Regions from separate parts of the Mus musculus genome. Here all the other regions are linked to region 3. The links are chromatin contacts, called in public promoter capture Hi-C maps. All regions are on one chromosome and are shown on one strand. The core of a region is the stretch at or near the end of the contact, and the rest is flanking DNA. Distances in the headings are between cores, read along the strand shown.

What was found. Promoter capture Hi-C pulls out the DNA fragments that hold promoters and counts their contacts. Capture Hi-C pulls out chosen DNA fragments and counts their contacts.
Region 1: a contact with region 3 is called in a promoter capture Hi-C map of liver. The contact joins the promoter of Proca1 here to the promoter of Sarm1 in region 3. A contact is called at or near these places in 4 of 39 promoter capture datasets (cranial neural crest, liver, neural stem cells and 1 more), 1 of 484 Hi-C or Micro-C datasets (embryonic stem cells) and 1 of 9 other capture datasets (liver).
Region 2: a promoter capture Hi-C map of liver shows a contact between it and region 3, with 2.8 times the contacts expected there. The contact joins the enhancer-like site here to the promoter of Sarm1 in region 3. A contact is called at or near these places in 14 of 39 promoter capture datasets (the 3T3-L1 cell line, 3T3-L1-derived adipocytes, the C10 cell line and 7 more), 2 of 15 datasets of contacts at CTCF or cohesin (embryonic stem cells and large pre-B cells), 22 of 484 Hi-C or Micro-C datasets (the F1.1 cell line, the G1E-ER4 cell line, MC3T3-E1-derived osteoblasts and 13 more), 7 of 115 datasets of contacts at active chromatin or transcription factors (embryonic basal ganglia, embryonic forebrain, embryonic stem cells and 3 more) and 3 of 9 other capture datasets (adipose tissue, macrophages and pancreatic islet).

Annotation. Positions count from the first base shown.
Region 1 is chr11:78,192,393-78,196,255 of GRCm38.p6, reverse strand. It overlaps Proca1 (protein interacting with cyclin A1), which reads right to left and starts at 1,554. Exons shown (of 4, transcript NM_001368876.1): 1 at 1,302-1,554. The coding sequence starts at 1,383.
Region 2 is chr11:78,846,128-78,850,344 of GRCm38.p6, reverse strand. No RefSeq gene overlaps it. Among named protein-coding and RNA genes, the nearest start is that of Lyrm9, 22 kb to the right of the region's middle. Within about 2 kb of position 1,389, at least 26 of the 459 cell types and tissues checked have an H3K27ac peak or open chromatin away from gene starts, as enhancers often do. A contact at or near this core is called in liver, where this site is marked.
Region 3 is chr11:78,496,065-78,499,848 of GRCm38.p6, reverse strand. Sarm1 (sterile alpha and HEAT/Armadillo motif containing 1) reads left to right here and starts at 2,095. Exons shown (of 9, transcript NM_172795.3): 1 at 2,095-2,860. The coding sequence starts at 2,391. It overlaps Vtn (vitronectin), which reads right to left and starts at 729. Exons shown (of 8, transcript NM_011707.2): 1 at 436-729; 2 at 227-346; 3 at 1-148. The coding sequence starts at 499.

The DNA of each region.
Region 1 (3,863 bases), core at 305-2,804, 300 kb after region 3:
GAAACTAGATTCAGCTCCTGCCTTATCCAGTTGTCACCCCCAAAACATTTGCTTTTAATCCCCACCTTGCGGATTCCTCACTTCTGATTTCCTTTCTTTGATCTTGATGCAGGGCCTCCCCTGTGGCGCTCAAATCCTAAAGCTATTCCAGTAAAGGCCTGTGCCTAGGCCAGGCTCAAACTGCACTGGACTCCTTTCCTCCTGTCACTCTAGCAGGCTTTATGCAAGGCTGAAGCCTGTTTGCCTTCCACTAATACTCCTAATAGATGTTGACAACATCAGCTGTTTGGGAGGGAAAACAGGAAGGATCAACGAGAAGTGGGATTTGGAGAGATAGTCTGCCTCTTTGTCCAAAGAGGACAGAGGGGAGCGGTGATCAAGGCAGTCGGTCCAGAGCTCCTGTGGCAGAATGAAGATGGTAATAGCTTGAAAGGAAGAGAAAAGCATGTGGTCTCTTCGTTGGGACAGGTAGCAGGGACCTAACTCAAAATGCACATTTATTTGTAGAGGATCCTCCTTATCCTGCAAAACCCCTCCCTTCCTTTGAGGCCCAGAGGACAGGCACTAGAGCAGCCAAAAGAATGTGTGTGGAGGGACAAAAAAAAAAAAAAAAAAGCCGGTCAGTGGTGGCGCATGCCTTTAGTCCCAGCACTTGGGAGGCAGAGGCAGGGGGGATTTCTGAGTTCAAGGCCAGCCTGGTCTACAGAGTGAGTTCCAGGACAGCCAAGACTATACAGAGAAACCATGTCCCGAAAAAAAACGAAAAAACAAAACAAAACAAAACAAAAGGTGTGTGGAGGGAAGAAAGAAAGAAAAAGGAAGAGAGAGCGAGAGCGAGAGAGCGCGAGAGAGCGAGCGAGAGAGCGAGAGAGCGAGAGAGCGAGAGAGCGAGAGAGAGAGAGAGAGAGAGAAAGAGAGCGAGCGAGAGAGCGAGAGAGCGAGAGCGAGAGAGAGAGAGAGAGAGAGAGAGAGAGAGAGAGGAGAGTGCAAGAGAGGCCAGTGAGCCCTGTTCTGGGAAATGTCTCCTAGCTAGGCACTTGGAGGTGATTATGATGTCACTTGTGGAATACTCAGACGCTTTCCCACCCTCAAGGTCAATGGAACTGGCCGCCCAGCCCTGGAGCCCAGATGAGCATTGGGCCAAGGGTTCTACCGAACCCTAGCGCCTTTGGGGCGGTAGCCCAGGCCAGAGGTTGCAGCCTAATGCTCAAGAGCTGAGCCTGGGTCGGGAGGAAGCCAAGTCAAGCAAACTTCCAGAGCCACGCCCAGCCACGCCCCCATCCTTCTGCCCCGCCCCTTACCAGTTCTCTCGGTTCTCTCAATTTTGCGGCCAGACCTTTCCTCAGTCCATCTTTTAACCGTTATTGTCGTCCTGACCCACATCGCTGTCAGCCCAGTTCTTCCACAGGACCCTACCTCGCAGAGTTCAACGTTGAACCTCAGCTTGGTCGAGCCCTCGGCCCAGCTGTAAGCTCCAGTCCAGCCCCTAGCTCCGCCTCATGCTTGCCCAACCCCCCGCCCGCCTCCCCCCCTCAGGTCTTCCAGCCCGGGTCTAAGCGTCAGTCGGGTTCTTCATCCGGGATCTCCAGCTCCTTCCAGTCCCTTCGTCACACCCTTAACGCCAGTACGGGCTTTTACCTTTACCTTACAGACCCAGCACTCAGTCCCATACTTAGCACCTTGCTGGTCCCTGCTTCTAGAAAACTCTAGCCCAGAGCCCCGCCCACAACAGTTGCTGGCCCCGCCCCTTCCAAATTCAAGCTCTAGCACCAGGACCGCCACGCCTTCTGGAGGTTAGCCAGGGACCAATCTTCATGAACGTATGTCCTTGCAGGTATCCTGGCTTTGCGTCTCCTTGGTGACAAGTCCCTCCTCCACTGTGTATAGTACACCCTAAAGCCCCCTAACCCCGGATCGCCAGACCCATCCCCCTCAGATCTACCCTTCAGATTTCCTCCCAATCCCTAGGCCCCACAGTGCCCTATTTTCCTGTTGAGAAAGTAAGGTGACTTACATTCGTGGTAACTCCATCCCAGTAGGAAACCTTCACGTTGCTCAAACACAGCGTCCACACTTCACTCGTATATCACACACGATGACGCCAAAAGTCTACACAGATCTAACATAAGAAGTACATGTGTGCGGGGTGGTGGTGGCGCACGCCTTTAATCCCAGCAACTCGGGAGGCAGAGGCAGGCTGATTTCTGAGTTCGAGGCCAGCCTGGTCTACAGAGAGAGTTCCAGGACAGCCAGGGCTACACAGAGAAACCCAGTCTCGAAAAACAAAAACAAAACAAAACAAAAAAGTATATGTGCAACTGTCCTATACATGCACCTCATGGGACTACACATTCGGGCAGGCCCCTGGGAGAACTGAGTATTGAGGTGACTTCTCACATGCACACTGGGTTAACCAACTCTGTACAAGACGATGTGAATGAATGAGAGCTGCTTCACAGATATCCCTCACGTCACATCTCTCAGTTTACCTCCAATCAGCTTCCAAAGCCAGAATAGGTGTACCTCAAAAAGCAGAGGATAGGCTGGCCATGGTGATGTTTGCCTTTAATCCACACACTTGCAGGTAGATCTCTGAGTTCGAGGCCAGCTTGATTTTCATCGTGAGCTCCAGGAGAGCCAAGATCAGGACTCAAAAAAAAAAAAGAGGGGGGGGGGTAGGGGAGAAAGCCGGATGTGGTGGCATGGGCCTGTGTGCCTTTGTTGGGAGGCAGAGGCAGGCAGATCTCTGAGTTTCAGGTCACCTGGGGCTGACCATGAAACCCTGTTTCAAAAATAAATAAATATAACCCCCTAGTAGTAAGGGTGGATTACTTCCTTAGAGTTGCTGGTCAGGGAAGCCTCTAGAACAATAGGGCTATTTACCACTGCTGTCAGCAACATTCCAAAACTGAATGGTAAGACCCTGTTGTTAATGATGTCATATGTGTTGGTTACAGGACTTGGGACTGAGCCAGAAGTGTCTGTACCAGTGGCCTGGCTCCTGTAGTACAGAAAGTGCAGTGAAGGATTTCTGGGGAGGATCATAACCCAAAGTCCTATTCAGAATTCTGAGTGTTTCATGATAGAAAGGTCACACAGCCGGTTCTGCAGGGAGATCAAACATTCTCCCCTTCAGGAAAGTTCCTTAAGCTCAGGAAGTAAACAACTCAAAGGCTTCAGGAAATCCCTGAAACTGAGCAGGTGTACTAGACCCCTTCTCCCCCAAGCATATTTAAGCAGTCAGGACTGCTTGAGAGACACTCTCAGACAAGCTGAGCTGGCTGGAAGCCCCTCTGATCTGCCCAGTTGTCCGCAGGCTGTGCAGTGTGCTCCTCATTTCCAGCTTTCATAAACTGTCACTCATACTGGAGTGGCTTTCGGTGATGCAGCCGTCTTTGAGTCATTTCTGCTTCTGTACGCAGCCCCTCACCCATATCCCTGTAAGTAACCCAATTAAACTCATTGCTTCTCCAAGTTGGACTTAGATATGTATCCTTTAGTCTACCATCAGTTCTCTATCTGGGACAAATAGATTGTCTCTCTAGGGACACAGTCACACAATACTTAGGTACATGGTAATTTTGAGGTCAGGCTGGCCTACAAGAGACCCTACCTCAAGAAGAAAGGGAGAGGGAGACAGAGAGGAAAGAAAACAGCAAGGAAAGGGTAGTTACTCAGATTTTAACCCAGAGAATCTAGAAGATATAGTTAGTCTCCAAAACCTGATCTCTGAGACGTCAGCCAGTGTGAGCCCTGTTTTAGGAGCCAGGAATGAACAGAATCCCCATAGGGGCTCCAATCCCCAAATCGCTACATGCCCCCACTACACCTATTATCTCTAGTAAGGACTCCAGCCTAGAAAA
Region 2 (4,217 bases), core at 140-2,639, 350 kb before region 3:
AAGTGTCTGTGTCATTATTGGAAGCTGGCCAGTTGAGACAGCCCAGTGATACTATGTAATTGAAGATAATCCTTGATCCTCCTGCCTATTCTTCCAATCGCTGGCTGGGATTATAGGAACACAACAACAATAACAGTAACAATGATTTTATTGTTATTATTATAAATAAAATGTAACTTTAAAACAATAAATAGGAGTTGGAGAATTGACTCAGCAGTGATGGGCACTTGGTGCTCTTGGCAGAGGGCTCAGCTACCGTTCCCAGGATCCACACGGTGGCTCCCAACCATCTGTAGCTGTAGTCAGGCATTCACACACATGGCACACTTAGCATGCATGTGAGCCAAGCACTCAAACATTTAAAATAAAGAATAGGGCTGGTGAGATGGCTCAGTGGTTAAGCACTGACTGCTCTTCCAAAGGTCCTGAGTTCAAATCCCAGCAACCACATGGTGGCTCACAACCATCTGTAATGAGATCTGACACCCTCTTCTGGTATGTCTAAAGACATCTACAGTGTACTTATATATAATAATAAATAAATATAAAAATAAATTAATTAAATAAAATAAAATGAATAAGTCTTGCCAGGTGGTGGTAGAATTCAGGAGGCAGAGGCAGGTGGATCTCTGAGTTAGAGGCCAGCCTGGTCTTCAGAGCAAGTTCCAGGACAGCCAGGGGTATACACAAAGCAACAGTTTTTTTAAAAAAATCTAACTAATTAAGTATAATGGAAATAAGCTTGCTACATATTAGCTTATTCTATAGAAAGTAACTATAATCTAGGCTGGTTTTGAGCTCATTGCAGCCTCCTGCCTCAGTTTCCACATAGTCTTCTTGATACTACATCAAAACTGTAAGCACTGATAAAATAGTAACAGAGACACTTACAGGAACAAGAGGCAAAGTTCTCACGCCCTGAGTCCACCAAGAGCGCTAACCATTGAGTCTTTCTCCTCCTTAGTAAACAATGTATGATGCACATCTGCCCCTATTTCCTTATATCTTATCACAAGGGAAAACCCGACCAGGTAGAGGACAGTGCTATGATGTCTGCAGGAACAAGCTGGCCATTGACCTGTCATACACAGGAAAGTCCCACCATGAGGAAGAAAGTCCGTAAAGCACTACCCAGTCCCCAAAGCCCCAGCCCGCCTCTGGCCACCTGGTAAATGGCTTGCTGTCAGCTGCAGCCCCATGCTGGGTCTTCTTCCTTAGTCCCATTTCTAATTAAGCCGTTGCTTGGCAGCTCCGTTGTACCATAGCCTCCGTTTTTGTTTCTGTGATCACTGGGATCGGGAACTGCCTGGTGACTCTGGTGGGTGTGCGAGATAATGCCAGGGCAGGTGCAATGCACTGGACCTCAGGCCTCCAGACACCATCTCCTCCAGCAGCTAGGCAACCTCCCCGGTGTGCTTGTATTCTTCCCCAGAGTAGGGCTGTAATGGCCCCAGCAGGAGAGGAGACATCCTAGAGACATTAATGTCCTTCATCAGTTAGAATATTTGGACTATGGGCCCCAAGGAAATTCCCTCAGAAATCCCGTGCTGGGAGAGTCAGAGGCAGGTAATCAATCTTTCTCCCCCTTCCTTCCTCCCTCTACCCCACCGGCCCCTTTTCCTCTTTCCAAAAACCAAAGTGCATAAACCACACCCTTTTCTTGCCTTTCTTGGTAGCTGGGGAATTCCCAGAGCACTGGAGACCTGAGTGGCAGACTCCATAGCTTGTGGACCTGGAGCCCCAGAGTTTCTAGACTCTGGCAGAGTAGGAAGAACACACCCACTTTTTCCCTGGAATCCTTTCCTCTTCTCTCTTAATTCCCATTCAAGTTAGGTCATGAGATGCTGACCTGTGGTGTTTGAGTTGGGGCACCGGACTTTGTCCTTTTTGGATCTTGCTATCAAATGTCCTACAGGTTAGGATGCCATAGTCCTGCTGTGTTCAAGCCAAGAGTGGCAGGAGGCAGACTTCTCTTAAGACTGGCCATCCTGGGTTAAAAAAATCACTGGCAGGGGACTAAGGTAGCATGTGAAAGTCTCTTGCTGTGTGTGTGTGTGTGTGTGTGTGTGTGTGTGTGTGTGTGTGTGTGTGTGTGTGTGTGTGTGTGTGTATGTTTTTTCTTTCTCTTTCCTGTCTTCCTTTCCATACTGGCTCCCATTTCCCACAAACCAGTCTGCTTTCATAACCTCTAAACAGCCTTTGCGGAAAATAATTTCTTGATTGCTATCAGGTCCAAAGTTTCATACACACACACACCACTACCCCAATGGCAGTCCTGGCAACAAACGTTCTAAATAGAAGAACTTTGGCCAGAAAAACACAAGCCAGAAGGTAGGTTTCTGTTTACCAGAAACCTCCCTTGATCCATTATCTGCCAGGATCTCTCTTCATCTACCACAAAGGTCAGCTACGTCAGGCAAGAGCATCTAGTTCCTGGTCAATAATGCCTGAATCTCTCGAAGCCCCCTATGTTTGCTGACTGCCGTAGGAAATCTGCTTGCCTTTCTCCATCTTGCTCTGCCCCCTGCCCAGAGATTAGTTTGGGCAGTTTGGTCCCCAGCAAATTTTTCTTTTTAGCCATGAGAGGTCTAGTTTGGTGGTTTCACTGTGCCCTCCCTTATAATCCTTGGACAATCCAGCTGAGACCTGTCACCATGAGATCCAGAGCCTTGTACTGTCACCTTGTACAGGAGCTAGAGTCTAGTCTCTGTAAGCCAGGGCTCTACACTCAGTGCTTTTCCTTGTAAAACACCTTATACTAGGACTGGAGAGACAGCTTAGAGATTAAGAATACTGGATGCTCTTTTGTTTGGTTGGTTGGTGTTTTGGTTTTTTTTGTTGTTGTTTTTGAGACAGGGTTTCTCTGTGTAAGGCTGTCCTGGAACTCACTTTGTAGACCAGGCTGGCCTCAAACTCAGAAATCTTCCTGCCTCTGCCTCCCAAGTGCTGGGCCTGGCTGCTCTGACCACGGTTCAGGTCCCAGCACCCATGTGGTGGATCATGATGGTCTGTAACTCCATTTCCAGTGACTCTGATGTCCTCTTCTGGCTTCTATGGGCACCAGGCGTGCTAGTGGTGCATAGGCATACACACAGGCAAACATCCACATACATAACACACACACACACACAAAAAACAAGTCCTCAAAACACCTTGTACTCCCTAGTTTGGTTGTTTCTTTTTGCTGTTAGTTTAGTAGGGTCTTGTGTAGCCCAGGCTAGCCTTGAACTCCTTGATCTTCCTGCTTTAATATCCCAAAGGCTGAGGTTATAGGCCTGGGCCACCACACCTAATTTGATTCTTTTGTAAGGCCATCCAAATACCCTAAATTGGACCACATTCAGGTCTGTAGGGAAGACATGAAGCTTTTCATTGCTGTGTAACTGGGTAGAAAGAAGAACATAATTAAACCAGTATATCATGAGAGACAGTATCCAAGTGATCCCTCAGGAAAGAGACAACCCAGCTGTACTCTCCTTTTCAAAGATTAATTTTTATTGTTTTTAATTCTCTACAGTATGCACATATGCACACGCAGTCACAGGGGCCAGAAGAGGGCATCAGAACTGGAGTTGCGGGTGGTTGTGAGTCATCTGGTGTCAGTGTTGTAACCAAAGCCAGGTCTTCTGGAAAGAGCCGCAAGCACTGTTAACCACTGCGACATCTCTCTAGTTCCCATCTTTTTCTGATTTTTGCTATGAATTTGGCTGTTTGCTTCTGGAAGACAGATGGTCAAACCCAGCTTCTCGGGAAAGAGCCTATGACCCCAGGCTAGGTTCATTTACTAATAAAAGCCTGGCATCTCTGTTTCATTTGGTGTCTGGATTTTGGAGGCAGAGAGATAAATCAATGTCCTTAACTTTTCCTCTTGAATCATCTTGAATTCCAGGAAGAACAATTTTTTTTAAAAGACAGACTCCACCCTCCACCCCTCCACCGCCAAAGTGTCTGCACTCTCACCAATGAACAGATGATTGACAGATTAACAATAGCCTATTGGATCATCTTGCAGAACGGAGCAAAGTCAGTGATGGGCTGGACCACCCACTACTCAGTAGGGGTGGGACTACTCAGTCATGTACGCCTCTGGTCATTGGAAGGTAGCCCTCATATCAGCATCCTGAAGATGAACTTGAGGTCATTGTGAGGCAGGACGGGAAGACAGGGAAAGCTTCGGGGAAGACTGGGAGGGAAAGCATGAGACCAGAACCTGGTTT
Region 3 (3,784 bases), core at 846-3,345:
AGAGTGCCGTCCGTCCGAGGATTTAGGTCACCGGGTGGAGAGGTGTTCTCGGGTTGCACACCGGTGTTGGTATTGTTCTTGGGCTCCTCCACGTAGTCATAGCTCCAATAATCATCCTCTGGCATAGTGAACACGTCCCCCCGCGTTACTGCAGGCAGAACGGGGAGCAGTGAGTGTCAGGCTGTGGAGGGAGCCCCAGGCCCACCCACCAGGGCTCTGAACTCACCTTGGGGCTTGCACTGCTCCATGTAGTCGGCACAGCAGCTCTGATAGTAAGTGCAAAGCTCGTCACACTGACACTTCTTGCTGGCCATGAAACCCTGAGTGCAGCGGCCCTTGCATGACTCTATGGGAGGGAATATCAGGTTTACAGCCCAATCTAGGGCACCTGCCCAACCTGCACTTCCCTAGGTACCCACCAATCCCCTCCCACACCTTGGTCAGCCAGAGAAACCCATGCCACCAGGGCTAGTATGAAAAAGGGCCTCAGGGGTGCCATGGCAGGCCTCTAGCCCAGGGCCTTGGCAAGCTGGGCGCGGAGCTTCTGGAATCTCGCTGTCCTGCCTGAAAAAAGAAGCAGACTGAAGAAGAGTTCCTAGTTCCCTGGGTTTCTGCCCTTTATTTGCTCATCCTCTGGCCCAGCCCCATTGCCCTCCTCCAAACACAGCTGCAGCAAAGGGTCACATTCCCAGAACCCCAGCCCCAGGAGAGCTGGGAAACAGAAAACCCTCGCCAAGACCAAAGTCAGTAGGGTCACGGGCAGGAGGGATAACACGCTTAGCTTAGCTGGGGAGGTGGAAAGAAAGCATGTGTTGTCACCCTCTGAGCCAGTCCCGTTAATCTCCCTGAGCCTTACTTTTTATAAAGTGGGACCATGGTGCCTTGCCTCATCAGGTGTTGAGAGATTCCGTGAGCTAGAACAGACAAAACGTTTCGTGCCTGGAGTAGCTTCCAACTCATTCCCATAAGCCGTTATCGATTTACTGTTTGATCAGGCTAGGTGCTTGTCCCATCCTACCCCCCGCTTCGAATCTGGATTTTTGGGGCAAGAAGGGGGGTTGGGGGAGAGCTGGCAAGCACTTTGGGGGAGGTTTTCTTTTCTTCTCATAAAAGAACAAAGCTTCATTTCTGGCCTCTCCTTGTTCTCTCTAAGCTGGGTGTTACAGCATAGGAAGTAGTGGGTCAGAGTCTATTCTTCTTTCTTTATTTTTTTTAGATTTATTTATTTTATGTTTTGTGTATAAGTGTCTGCTCACATGTGCATCTGTGCACCACATGCATGTCTTGTGTCTATGGAGGTCAGAAGAGGGCTTTGAATACCCTGGAACTGGAGTTTTGAACAGTTATGAGCTGCCGTGTGGATGCTGAGAATCAAACCCAGGTCCTCTGTAAGAACAAGTACTCTTAAAGGCTGAGCCATCTTTCCAGTCCCAGAGCCCATTCCTGAGGCTTTCACTAATCCATTGATCCTCGGGGGACCACCCTGGCCACACCTTCAATGACCTCATTTATTTTAAAAAAAAAATGGACTCATTGGGCATACTTTCTAGACTCACATACTAAGTGGGATTTCTCTATAAAGAAAGTGCTCACTGGGGTAGAGTGCCAGGTTTTGGGCCAAATTCCAAGCACTGGCACACTTCTGAAGCCCCTCCGTTTTCTGTTCTGTAATCACAGGCGAGCGTGCCTTTGGTGTCTCTTCTCTATGGACCGCAGTAGTCTCAGCGGCAAAATGAAACACTAAATTTTACTCCCTACAGACGCGTGAAGCCTAAGTGGAAACCGGCATTAAAGGGCTTTAAGAATCTCAACTGCGATTCTTTAACCATCCGGAGGGGACGTGGATACATGTAGCCAGCTTGCTTCCACATTTTGGGGAGCCGAGCGAGCGGTAGGAAATGGAAGACAGCTCTTTACAGCCCTTTCTACAGCATCTTGCACACCACCAAGGGGAGACTGGGGAGAGGAGGCGGAGCCAGGTGTGGGCGTGGCTGGAGACCTGGGGTAGGGCTTGCGCCTGCGTCGGGGGCGGAGCCCGTGAAACCTAGAGGCGGGGCGTCAAATCCTTGACTCTGCTGCTCAGAGGCGTGGTTGCTGTTGAGCATCTTAGCTCCGCTGTGCTTAGATTGGAGCAGCGCTTTGTTCCGGGCACCGGCGTCTCTACCCTCCCGCGTCTGGTCCATGCTTCTCTCTCCCTTCATGCCCTTCCTAAGTCGCTGAGTCCCGGAGCTGCCCTCCTCCTTCTGCTTCTACACTTGTAGCCCAGCACCTTTACCGGATCCTGTTTGCTTTTTTTTTTTTTTTTTTTTTTCTTTCTCCTCCCAAGGCCGGGGTCTCTCTGCCAGGCCCCGCCCCTCTAGGCCTGGCATGTCCCCTGCTGCCCAGCGCCCATGGTCCTGACGCTGCTCTTCTCCGCCTACAAACTGTGCCGCTTCTTCACCATGTCAGGCCCACGGCCGGGCGCCGATCGGCTGACAGTGCCCGGACCGGATCGGAGTGGTGGCGCCAGCCCATGGTGGGCTGCGGGCGGTCGCGGGTCTCGCGAAGTGTCGCCCGGAGTGGGCACTGAGGTGCAAGGCGCCCTGGAGCGTTCGCTGCCTGAGCTGCAGCAGGCGCTGTCCGAGCTGAAACAGGCAAGCGCGGCGCGGGCTGTGGGCGCGGGTCTCGCCGAGGTCTTCCAGCTGGTAGAGGAAGCCTGGCTGCTGCCGGCCGTGGGCCGCGAGGTGGCCCAAGGTCTATGCGATGCTATACGTCTGGACGGTGGCCTCGACTTGCTGTTGCGGCTGCTTCAGGCACCGGAGCTAGAGACCCGTGTGCAGGCCGCGCGCTTGCTGGAGCAGATCCTGGTGGCTGAGAACCGGTGAGGGAGAGTGGGGTGAGGTGTGGGGTTGCCAGGGCAGTGAAGGTGGTTGGAGACGGTATCCCATTGCTGATTTTGCCCTAAGCCCATAATTCTCCCGTGCATCTGGGTGTCTTTCTGTGTTACCTTCTCACCAGGGCAGCCATGACCTTATTCTGCAGCGTCTGATCAGGAACAGAAAGTTTTTTGGTTTTTGTTTTGTTTTGTTTTGTTTTTGTTTTTGCTAGGACGAAATAGTAGGGGCAGAGAAAACTGAGGTATCTTTCCTTCCTATGGGAAACTGCTTGACTGCTTCTCCTTTGCCTACCTCCTGAGACCTCCTTTTGAACTATTATGAAGCCTTTGAAGGGCCCACTTTCCCGGTCTTCTGGTGCCAGAGCAAAACAGGCTGTCACACTAATTTTCACCAAAATCTCAGGCTCTCAGCTCAGAATTTTTAGAAGAGTCGCTTTCAGCACGCAGCCCTCACAAGTGTCACGACGTGTTTTCTCTGGCATTTTTGATCACCTTTGATATGTGGAAATTACACAACTGTCCAAAAAATGCACAAACAGAATGATTTGGGTTGGGAGACCCAAGGTAGGTTTCTGCTTGCTTAACCCCTCTCATCTAATATCCGCTGTCCTGACTGGGATAGGCCATGAGTATGGAGAACTGGAAAATGGAGTAGGTGCTTGCTGAGTGTGTTGGAGCCCAGCTTGGCTGGTGTTGGCTTGGTATGGTCAGGGAGTTAGAACTGGTGGTACCTGTGGGAAGTGGGTGCAGGAAACATGATGCAAACATACGGATATGTTTTCAGGAATGGAAATGACTATCCTTACTTATTGACAGCTCTGAGAGAGTAACCTCTATCTAGTGTACAAGTCCCCAAACACATGCGGATGCCTTTTCAGGACCAAGGACAGGGCACAAGTCCCGCTATCC